Regions from separate parts of the Mus musculus genome. Here region 1 is linked to region 2. The links are chromatin contacts, called in public Micro-C maps. All regions are on one chromosome and are shown on one strand. Each heading gives the region's core, a stretch centred on a gene start, on an enhancer-like site or on the middle of the called end of the contact. The rest is flanking DNA. Distances are from core to core; before and after follow the strand shown.

The links. Hi-C and Micro-C count contacts between places; a contact is called where the count stands out from the background.
Region 1: a Micro-C map of muscle stem cells shows a contact between it and region 2, with 3 times the contacts expected there. The contact joins two enhancer-like sites.

Annotation. Positions count from the first base shown.
Region 1 is chr4:46,085,741-46,091,067 of GRCm38.p6, reverse strand. It overlaps Tmod1 (tropomodulin 1), which reads right to left. Exons shown (of 10, transcript NM_021883.2): 5 at 133-222. Among named protein-coding and RNA genes, the nearest start is that of Gm52729, 11 kb to the right of the region's middle. Within about 2 kb of position 3,062, at least 80 of the 459 cell types and tissues checked have an H3K27ac peak or open chromatin away from gene starts, as enhancers often do. A contact at or near this core is called in muscle stem cells, where this site is marked.
Region 2 is chr4:45,471,040-45,476,147 of GRCm38.p6, reverse strand. The region is part of intron 2 of Shb (src homology 2 domain-containing transforming protein B); the gene reads left to right. Among named protein-coding and RNA genes, the nearest start is that of Shb, 57 kb to the left of the region's middle. Within about 2 kb of position 2,902, at least 187 of the 459 cell types and tissues checked have an H3K27ac peak or open chromatin away from gene starts, as enhancers often do. A contact at or near this core is called in muscle stem cells, where this site is marked.

The DNA of each region.
Region 1 (5,327 bases), core at 1,813-4,312, 610 kb before region 2:
AAGCCAGAGTATCAGAGGCACCGCACTGAGATGCAGGAGGAGGCGCCTCTTTTCCAAGGTGCCCTCTGTTAGCCAGTCTCGGGGCCCTGCAAGGGGAGGGGATGGCAGCCAAGTGGGGCTGTGGATACTCACTGTTGAGCCCCTCCTTGTTCACGATGGAGCTGCTGCCCAAGGCTTGGTAGTACTGCTGGTTGCTCATGAGTGTGTGCATGCCCAGGATAGCTGTGGGGACAAAGGGAGGTCTATGACTCTGCTCCTGCGGTCAGAAATATCTCCCGGGGACCCATCTTCCACATGCTGGGAGCTTTGCTCACAGAAATGGTAAGAAACATGTACACAAAAATGTAAAACTGTGGGTTATCATCATTCTAGCTTTCGTTCATGTGATTCTCAGACACCCAACCTCCCTAGACCTCTCTTTGGTTGTGGCCACAGATTTCCAGATCTCCTTGAGGTCCAATGGGTACACCCACCCAACACAACCCAACAGAATGAGTCTTTTCCAAGGAGGGCATTTCTGTCTTCTACCCTGTCCCTCAGACCCTTTTGACCTCCTGAGGTCTCTCAGGTTGTCCCATCTCCCTTGTCAGTACCTCTGCCCTGGTTGAAAATCTGTTCTTTTCTCACTGCCGTCACCTTACAATGGTCCCATTATAATCTTTCAGTCTTGTGATGTTATCGAAAGTGTTACACGTCAGTAGGAGCTGCATTGTGACTTACATCTTTATCTTTTCTAGGCTGGAGGCATCTGATAAGATACCCAAGATTCTAGATCAGGTCAGTGAACCTGAGCTCAGTCAATCTACCATCACCAGGAGAAAAAAAAACCAACATGGCGGCACCCTCAGTCAGGAGTGCTGTTGTGTTCAGCCAGGCAGTAAGTGCATCTTGATTTATGAGATTTCCAACTTAGGGTGGAACCCATCAGGCCATTGCCCCATTGTTCCTGGAGAGACATCTGCATTAACAGAGCCGTGTTACCATGACTTTAGTTTCTTCCTGCTGTCTACTTCCCAACACTCAGCATAGAACAGCCAGAAAGATCTTTCTGGAGATGCCAACACAGCTTCATGACTACACGCTAATTCTTTCGCTCATTCATTTCTTTGGCATTTGCTGAGCACATTCACTGTGTGCCAGCTCAGAGGAACTGAACTATGAAAGGCAGGAGGTCTGCCCATGTAGTTTACGACCTAGTGGGCGCAAGCAGAGCTGAGCAAGGGCCAATCCAAGCAGAGCTGAGCAAGGGCCAATCGTTAAAGCCCTAATAAGCTCAGGAGGGGGTCAAGTGTCTGAAAGAACATCCTGGAAAAGCACAGCAGGGGGCTTGGGAAGGGAAGGATGATCGATCGATCGATCGTTGGCCAAGTCAAAGGAAGGCAGGAAGAAGGTTGCAGGCGGTGCAGATGGTGGGTGGTGAAGCACAGACGCACACCAGTGGAGTTGGAGGTTGGGAGAGACGGGGAGAGGAACAGGTTGGGTTGGACAGGTGGTGGGACAACAAGGATGACCCCCCCCTCCCAGTAGGACATACGCTGGGCCAGAAAAGACCTTTGGGTCCATGATAATTCCTTAGCATAAATATGCCCTGTTCAATATTTGAGATAAATGATTCCAAACTTGTGGGCCTTTTTCCAGGTCTTGAAATTGAGCCTGGGAGCTTATACCATGCTTGGCAAGGGCTCTAATGCTGAGATATATTCCCAACCCTCTTTTTACATTTTATTTTCAGATAAGATCTCACTCTATTGCCCAGGCTGCCTTTATGTAGCCAAGGCTGCCTTTGAACTTTGATGTTCCTGGCTCAGCCTCCTAAAGAGCTGACATTACAAAGCCTGTTTATTTAAAACTCAAACTCAACTGGATAATCTATATTTTGTTTAACCATCCTATCTCTACAACGTCAAGATTTGATGCAACTCTTTCTCCTCTAGGGAGCCTTCTTAGATTCCTCCCCCTTTCTCTCAGTACCCAGTATTCTTTTTGTTTGTTTGTTTGTTTTTGTTGTTGTTTTTTTCAAGACAGGGTTTCTCTGGATTGCCCTGGCTGTCCTGGAACTCACTCTGTAGACCAGGCTGGCCTCGAATTTAGAAATCCGCCTGCCTCTGCCTCCCGAGTGCCGGGATTAAAGGCGTGCACCACCACGCCCAGCTCCCAGTATTCTTTCTATGCCACAGTGAACCTCAGTACGAAGGTGGTGCCAGGACACCTTTTTTTTTATGCTTTCTCTGCTGGGCTGTGGGCTTCCAGAGGTCAGGGGGGGATATTACTACTCTTCAATCTCCCCTGGACTATAGTAGGCATTTGGTAAATAGTTGGTGATTTGCTTTCTAATTTCCATTTCAGTAGATAAGTTTTTTAGGTAGAGGGATAATAGGACAGGCATTAAAGAAGACATAGGAGTTCAAGTTCTGGTCCTCACTATGTCCTCCTCTGTGCCATCCTCTGTCTGACCTCCTGTGTCCAGCCAGCGTGATTTAAGACCCCAATCACAGCTACATATGCAGACCATCTGGAGGGCTCTAAAACAGTGTCACTGTTACGGACTGAGGGTTACAACTTCTTTGGATTGCTTTTTTCTTCTCTCTTCTCTCCTCCTCTCTCTCTCTCTCTCTCTCTCTCTCTCTCTCTCTCTCTCTCTCTCTCTCTCTCTCTCTCTGTGTGTTGCTATATAGCCCAGGCTGACTTTGAACTCACGATTCTCCTGCCTCAACCTCTCAAGTGTTGGGATTACAGCCATGCCCAACTATGCCTGGTTCCTTGAGGTGATTTTGGTGCCCCAATGGAAACTGAGAACCAGAAGACGAGATGATCTCAAAGTCCCTTCTGCTTCTCTCCCCTAGGAATCTTCTCAGCTAAAATTAGCCTCGCCGGCTCATCACCGTGGAGGGCTGGGGAGAGAGAGAGAGAGAGAGAGAGAGAGAGAGAGAGAGAGAGAGAGAGAGAGAGAGAGAGAGGCAGCTGTTGCCTTTCCAGCTCTCGAGGTTTTAATTTAGGCTTTGTCCCTGTGGGCTGAGGGAGCAGCGGGGGCTGAGTCAGCAGGTGAGTCATAGCTCCTCCTCAAGGCAATCTTCCAGGGAGGTGCTCCTGCCTACCCCACCCCCACAGCAGAGCTCAGGTTTGCCTAGGTTGGGATCATATGAAATATACTACTTTTTTTTTTATGTCTGTTTTTGACTGAGAGCACACACAGAGAGGTCAGGGAATAAATAAATAAGAGTGCAAAATATAGTTGGTGCTTGGGCTCCAGCATCCTGTGAAGGGATTAGACAGAGGCACAGAAGTGTGTGAGGGGACTAGGAGCAAAGAGGCGTGGGTTGTTACTACTTTTTTTGGTGACCTTGTAGAGGTCATTTCCTCTTTGGGATCCCTGGGTTTCGAATCCACAAAACAGTGTGTGCTTGAACGCCTAACTCTCACCTTCCCGAGGGACTTGGCAGTGGCTCAGCGATTCTTACATTTTTAGCCTTCTTCTGAGTTCTAGAATAAGCATTCTGGGGACTGTCAACCACCCTCCCACACCTACCGGGGACATGGTTTGATAGGTGACTCCGCAGAGATGCTCCTAGTATAGAAGGCAAAAAGTACTGTGTCTACTGGACCACCAAGAGCTCTAATGTCTAAAAGAGCCCCTCACCTGGAGAATTCTGGGACTAAGAGCATATTTGGAGAGATGGTTTTTACGTGCTGATAGCGGGCTGAAGAAGGAAGGGCACCACTTGGCAGATCATAGGAAATTTGGGTTCCTGAAAGGAAGGAAAAGTGGGGGCGGGGAGAGCCTGGCTCAAAATCGTCATTACTAGCCTAGTGGCCCTAGGAACACAGCGTGGCTTTCTCTCTGGCTTGTTTTTGTGCCCCCAGGAGCGTTCGATGCAAAGGAAACCCTGATGTCTTCTGTTGCTTCCTTCTTTGTAGGTCTCAGCCGATTGTTAGCACCAAGGAACTTGACTTTTTTTTCTCCTTTCCGCCCCCCCCCCTTTTTTTTTTTTTTGTAGATCTTCCTCAAAACTCGAAAAGGACTATTTTTGAACTCTTAAAAAAGAACATTGAGTTCAGTTTCCTCTCTCTGTCTTGGCAGGGCTCCTTCCGTTTGTGAGTCCACTCAGAATGCAGTGTGATCAGTGTACACACCCTCGGCTTCTCCAGCTGTTGGGGGCTCGCGCCACCCTGGGTGGAGTGGGGGCTGAGAGCTGTGTTCTCACATCCTAGGTACTGGCACTGAAGCTGGCTCTGGCCCGGAACCCGGGAGCTGGCAAACTGTTCCAAGGCGAGGCACATTCCTTGACAGTCTCAGAATCAGAGCATGGGTGCTTAGAGACATGGAAGCCACCAACGACCTGAGGGCAGCCCATTAAGGCCTGGCCCATTGTCTTTGGGAGGTGGGTGCTCCCTGCAAAGGGTGGGAAGGGTGGGTCTCCTTCCCTCATTCCTGTCCTAATGCAAGGGTCTCTAAAACCCAGCTGGGACAAAATCCTTGAGTGAGTCTAGGAGACGTTGCTAATCTCAAGAGTTTGAAGCTGGCTCCCAACGTCCGGTAAGCTAAAGTCATACATAGGCCACAGGTCAAGACCTTTGCATTGCCAGAGTCTGCTCTGCATTGCAGAACTCACATTTCAGAAGTCACATATTTCTGACCTGTCCTACTCTTGGGCCCCTAAAGGCAGAGAATGGAATCCATTAGTCCTAGCAGATGGGTGTTCCATAATGTATATCAACTCAATGAGTTAGTGCGTGGACTGTCAACCATGTACCTCTCTTGTGTGACCTCTTGGTCAGTGCATCGCATGTTCTGTGGCTTCCGACAGGCTCCTGACATCTCCAGGTACTGAGGCTCCTATGTAAGCACCTTCCTGACCTGGATGGAAGCTCTCACTGTGCCGGAATGTCCCACCTGAAGCTTCCTCTCCCCTAACATGCTGTCCCTAGATCACCCTCACTTGTTTGACTTTGTCTTCCATGTCTATTTCCTGTGACCCTATCATTTAATCCAAGCGCCTCTCTTGCCCTCTTCCTGTCCCACTCACAGTGGCACTCTTACTCACTCATTCCATGTCTCACTGGCCTGTGTAGCGCTGCTCCGTGAGGACAGAGTGGTTTCCTCAGCACCTTAATTTTGTTTTCATGAGCACCAAGTCCACAGCTGGGTACACAGTGGGTAGGAAAGCTGGGTAACTGGGACCGTATGTGAGGGACCTAGTGAAGACTTGGTTCGTGGAAACATCTTATGGAGAGAACATGGAGACCAGAGGCAGCCTGCAGACCCCTCACCTCTCTCTCTGGGCTTTAGAGTCTATCTATCCCTTCCTGGGCAAACTGTCGCCTTCTGG
Region 2 (5,108 bases), core at 1,653-4,152:
TGTTCCCTGTTATGAGGGCACATAAGCAGACAACCGCTTCATAGGCCAAGCAGCTCCACTACAACAGAGAAGTCACCCGGCCGTCACCTGCTTCATTGTTCCCAGTGGTGCCATGAGCCTGGCTCCTCTCTGTCTCCATCCTGTTCCGAAGCCTCTCCTCTAGAAGGATTCCTCTGTGGGACTCAGACCCCAAGGTATATTGTTCCCCCCACCACCTTACTTTTGTCTGGCTGTAGGGCGCTGCTGTCTGATTGCCTGGCTGCCTGCTGCCTGCCCTTAGGGTAGAGGGGTGGACTGCAGGGGGCCACAGAGTGGAGCTGGACTGTTCAGTTAAAAGCCACAGAGAGGATTTGGAGTGGAGTTGGCAGCTCTTAAAACTGGGTGTTACTCATTCAGCAGTCATATTGCATTTGGTCCTAGGCAACCAGGGACTGGTCTATATCAGACTCAGGCCACTGTATAAGGAGGAGGTGGGCAAGCGTGGCTTGGTTTCCTGGACATGGAGGTCAGCAAGGATGTTGTATGGTCACCAACATTCCAGGAAATAGGGAACGTGAAAGACTTTTGAGTGGTCAGAATTTGTGTTAAACCCCAGAAGGTGAGCAGGTCAAAGGGAAGGGGTCTTTTGGGTAACAGAGGAGTGGATATCATGTTGTCCCTAAGGACTTATCGGTGCCTTCATAGGCACTGAACTGATATCAGAGCTGGGTCTTAGAAGTCATCTGGATATGGGAAGTTGTATTAAGAAGAACAATAGATGTATAGGAGTGACCACAGTCTGGCCGTAGCCAAAGGTGGAGTAAGCCACCCACCCCAGGAGCCTGTGTGGCCATAGCCACAGGTTTATGAGGACATGCAGCTCCCAGCATGCCCAGTGACCAGGACTTTCTAATCTCTTACGAGAGAGCTTTACTCTTAGGTAGTCTGAAATTGCTGAACCTTCACCTTTCTGCACTCCACCCCCAAACTCATCCAGCCAGTCTTTTTCCTGGATTGTGTGATTAAGCTCAGTGGAATCCTGCTGATAGCAGGTGGGCGCCGGGCCACATAGCTTGATCGTCATGGAGCCTCCTCTGCCCAGAACACTAGGCCAGGCCTGGAAGTTGCATCCACAGCTAGTCATGTGGCAGTTTTTAAAGCCAGCACCTCAAACATCCTAGAAACTTGGATGAGCAAGTGATACCAGAATGGAGCAGTGCTCAGTGCTAGTTCTGGAACCACAGGGTCAGTAGCTCCCCAAGAGGGTCAGGGATGACGCCTGCAGGAGGTGAAGTCCAAGCTAGACTTGGAAGCTTGCCGTGTTGAAAAGAAGAGCTGAGAGGCAAGGTCATGGTGGTGGGTGGGAGCAGATGCTGACCGTGACTTAGAGCCAGTCCATCAGTGACCACCCTGAGGTTGTCACTCTGAGCCTGTCCAGTGTTCAAGGGCTGGGGAAGCCAGCCCGTGGCCTGGAGATAAGGGCTTTAGATCCACATACAAGGGTTACTGACTTAACGTTTATTTTCAGCCAGCTGCCACTTTATGTAAGTACTGCCCTCCAGTTACATAGGCCCATGTAGTCTGATCATGGATTCTGCGTGCTTTGAGGCTTGGAAAGTGGGACCCTCTATGTATGAATCGGGCAAGCTTCAAGACCAGTATCCACAGGAACTGAGTTTCCCCCATGAACAGGCTTCAGCAGGAGCCCAGCTGAGCCTACAAAATGCAGAAGGTTTCACTTGGGGTGTCAAGGGAAGCTCAGTCCCCTGGGAGCTCAAAAGTTCACTCAAGCCCCGTGGACAGGTAGACCTCAGCTGCAGCAGGTGGCTGCCCGCCTTGCTCCCACCTGTGTCCCCTAACTAGCGTAGGGCACACAACATGGCAGCTTGGACACTTTTCAAAGCTACCATTTGAGGTTGTCTGACTTGTCTAGGGTCTCCAAGCAGCAGGAGGGTAGGGTGTTTTAAACAGCAGGCACTTCCTGCTGAACCTGGAAGAGGAATTGGTTGCAAATTAAAGCCCCCTGGAACCAGAGTGGTTTGACCTATTAGGTGGAACTGTTGGATGGGAACCAACTGAATGTTGAAAGGCATCTGTCTGAGATGAAGATTTGGGTCTTGGAATGATCTGTCCCACTCTGTTCTTCTGGAAGGTAGAGTGGAGCACACTCAAGGACCCCTGGTGGCAGTGACCCCTGTGGGGTGTGTAGGATTGGCACAGCACTGGCCAGTTCAGTCAGCCTGTAATGTGAGCCCCTCGCAGGGGTTTGTGAAGTTTCTAAATGCCTTCCCCCCTTTTTCTTGGCGTCCCGGCTGCTCATGTGATGCTTTCTTTTATTAATGTATTTGACATTGTCTGTGATAAAAGCAGACTAGGCAAGAGCCTACCCCAGTGGAGGAAGGGTAGTAGGAGACTCCCCAGAAAGATCTCGGAGGCTCTGTCAGTCCTCAAAGCTTGGCACAGGATGTCTAGCAGGTGCCTAGCCAGCTCTGACAGGGCTGGAGGTGAGCTCTGGAAAAGCAGAGGTGCTGCTTAGTCAGGGGCAGGGGGCAGATGGTTGAGCTGTTCGGTCTGGTGGCAGTAGACATCCATGAGAAAAGGCACTCTGCACCCAGGAATTTAAAAGTTGTTGGTGACAGAGGTGGGGGTAGGGGTGGGGGCGGTTTCCCTCACCTCTTTGTCTCTGCATCAGGAGGAAGATAAGCCAGAGTCTTTGGTCATGTGGCCTGTGGTCATGGTGCCTCCTTGTCAGGGGGACGTGAGTGAAATCTGAAGTGAGCCTGAGGTGGCAGCTGTACCGTGACAGCTGCCGCCCTTCCCTCGGGCTCCGGCCAGCCCCATCCTCCCCCAGGGCCGGGTGAGGAAGCTGGTCTGGCAGCAGCACTCAGCTGTCATAGCACATCAGTGGTTGTAGTTCCCAGCTCAGGGAACCATGCCAAGCGCCAGCAGATGATGTACTTAACGAAGCACTGAGGGAGGGAGGCTTGGCTCTAGACAGCGGGTTTGAGAGGCAATGCCGAGGTGCTCCTTTCTCCTGGGCTCGCTTTGGGGCTGCTTTGGGGCAGAACTGTCAAACTTTTGAACCTGGGGAACCAGATTGTGTCTTCCCAAAACAGAATTGCCTTTTGGGGGGAGGCAGATATGGAATAAAGCGAGTTGTGGGGTTGAAGTTGACTTTATCAAAAAAGCTCTGTCCAATATAAAATAGCATGCATTCTCATGTGGACCAAGCCAAAGGACTGTGTGAGTCATGTGTACCAGCTGTCAGTTAGGAACAAGGCTGTGGGACTCTGCCCGTGTGTGTCCATCCCTCCCTAATGTGGAACATCTGCACGGGGCTTTACGGTTTACAAGCCTCTTTTATATCCTTTGTCTGGTTTTATTTTATAACAGCCCCATGAAGTCGATATTAATTTTCTCCCCACTCCACAACTGAGCCTACAGGACTCCGCTGGGGCAGGCCCCTCGAGTCAGGAGCTGGTAGATTGCAGAGCCAGGGGTTGAATCCAGATCCAGAGCGTACCCACGGATATGTATGCCTCCATAGTCCATCACTGAAAAAACGTAGTTGTTTGATTTGTACTTGAATCTGCTCTGTCATGCAAGGTTGGAGGCTGGGTGAGGTGGAGCAGAGTGCTTGCTTAGCAAACACAGGCCTTCCTTGGGTTAGATCCCCACAGCAGTGCATACCCAATCAGGACGCAGGGGCAGAAGAGACTAATGCCTCCGTGCCTCTTGCACCTTATTTCTTACTCACTGAGGCCTGCTGATGTCATCCACTTGTAAGCTACAGGAAGCCCAGAAAGGTTAGAGGGCTTGCCAAGGTCACCAGCTAGAAGTGAACTGGCCAAGAGGTCACTCCACGTGCCCAGTGTGCCTTCTGCTTGCTTGTGTTGTCGTGTTGCTGCAGTCACATGTAAACACAGACATAAAGAGAACAGTTTATAAGAGGATCATTCAGTGTCCGAGTGAGCCACAAGGCTAGCAGGCCTAAGTTTGGTCACTCTGAAGATAAGGAAGTTGCCAGAGGGGACGGGGCTGTGTGCAGTCTGCTGTAGAGCTGGCCAGGCTCCTGCCCTCCAGCTTCGTCCTTCAGCCCATCCTCCACCCACTAGTTCTCAGCCTCAGACAGGCCTTCATGCTGTGAGGTTCCTGTAAGTTTAGGGGTCTGAACTGAGAGTTGACCCCAGTCCTCTGTCATCAGGAAGCTGAGTACTGTGCTCCCTTTTGCTAGCATGACTTCCACCTCAGGCTCACAGCTCAAATGCCTTGTTTCTCAAAGTTGAGTCCACATCCAGCCACCCAGTTATTTTTAGGTGGGAACTTCCTATTCTGTGTTCTATCCCAATCCGCCCCCTCCTCAAGCTGAGCGTATGTTTTCTGTCTGGCAATGGTGTTGGTGTTGCCTTATTTTTAGCATAGCTTGTTTTTCTTCCTGACTTTCCTTTTCTTTTGATTTAGCGTGCGTGATCACACACACACACATACACACACACTCTCAAATAGGCATCTCTCCCCACCCCACCCTTCTTATTCACTAGGTTACCCGACGGACGAGGCAGTGGCTTCAGAAAATCTTGAGCACTGTGTCGCGCATACTCCTCGGGCTTCTACCTCAGTCCCTTCACCGTCCCTCACCCTGTCTCCGGGGGTGGTCTGTAACACTCACACTGATGTACATACCTGATTAGAAATGCATACAGTGGCTGCTGGAGGGCCTAGAGAGTGTGAGCCTGTGTGTGCATGTGTGCATTGACGAGGCTTCAGGGCCCTAATTCTATCTACGGTTTCCATAACATTTGATTCTGGCATATGCTGTCATCCCTGCACTGGGGATGCTGAGGCATAGAGTGTTGTATAAAGTAAAATACCCTGTGTTGCTGTAATAAAATGCCCTGGTCAAAAAACAACTTTGGGTAGAAAATGTTTATTTTAGCCTAACTTATAGGTTATAGTCAGTCCTGAGCAAACCAGGCAACAGGCACTTAAAACAGCTAATTGTATTATATTTACAATAAAGAACAGAGAAAAGTGAACACATGCGTGCTTGTTGGCTTGCCCTCCTGCATTTGCTCAGTAATTTCTCCACACTCACATTGCAGGAAACCCTGCCTAAGGAATGGTGCCAC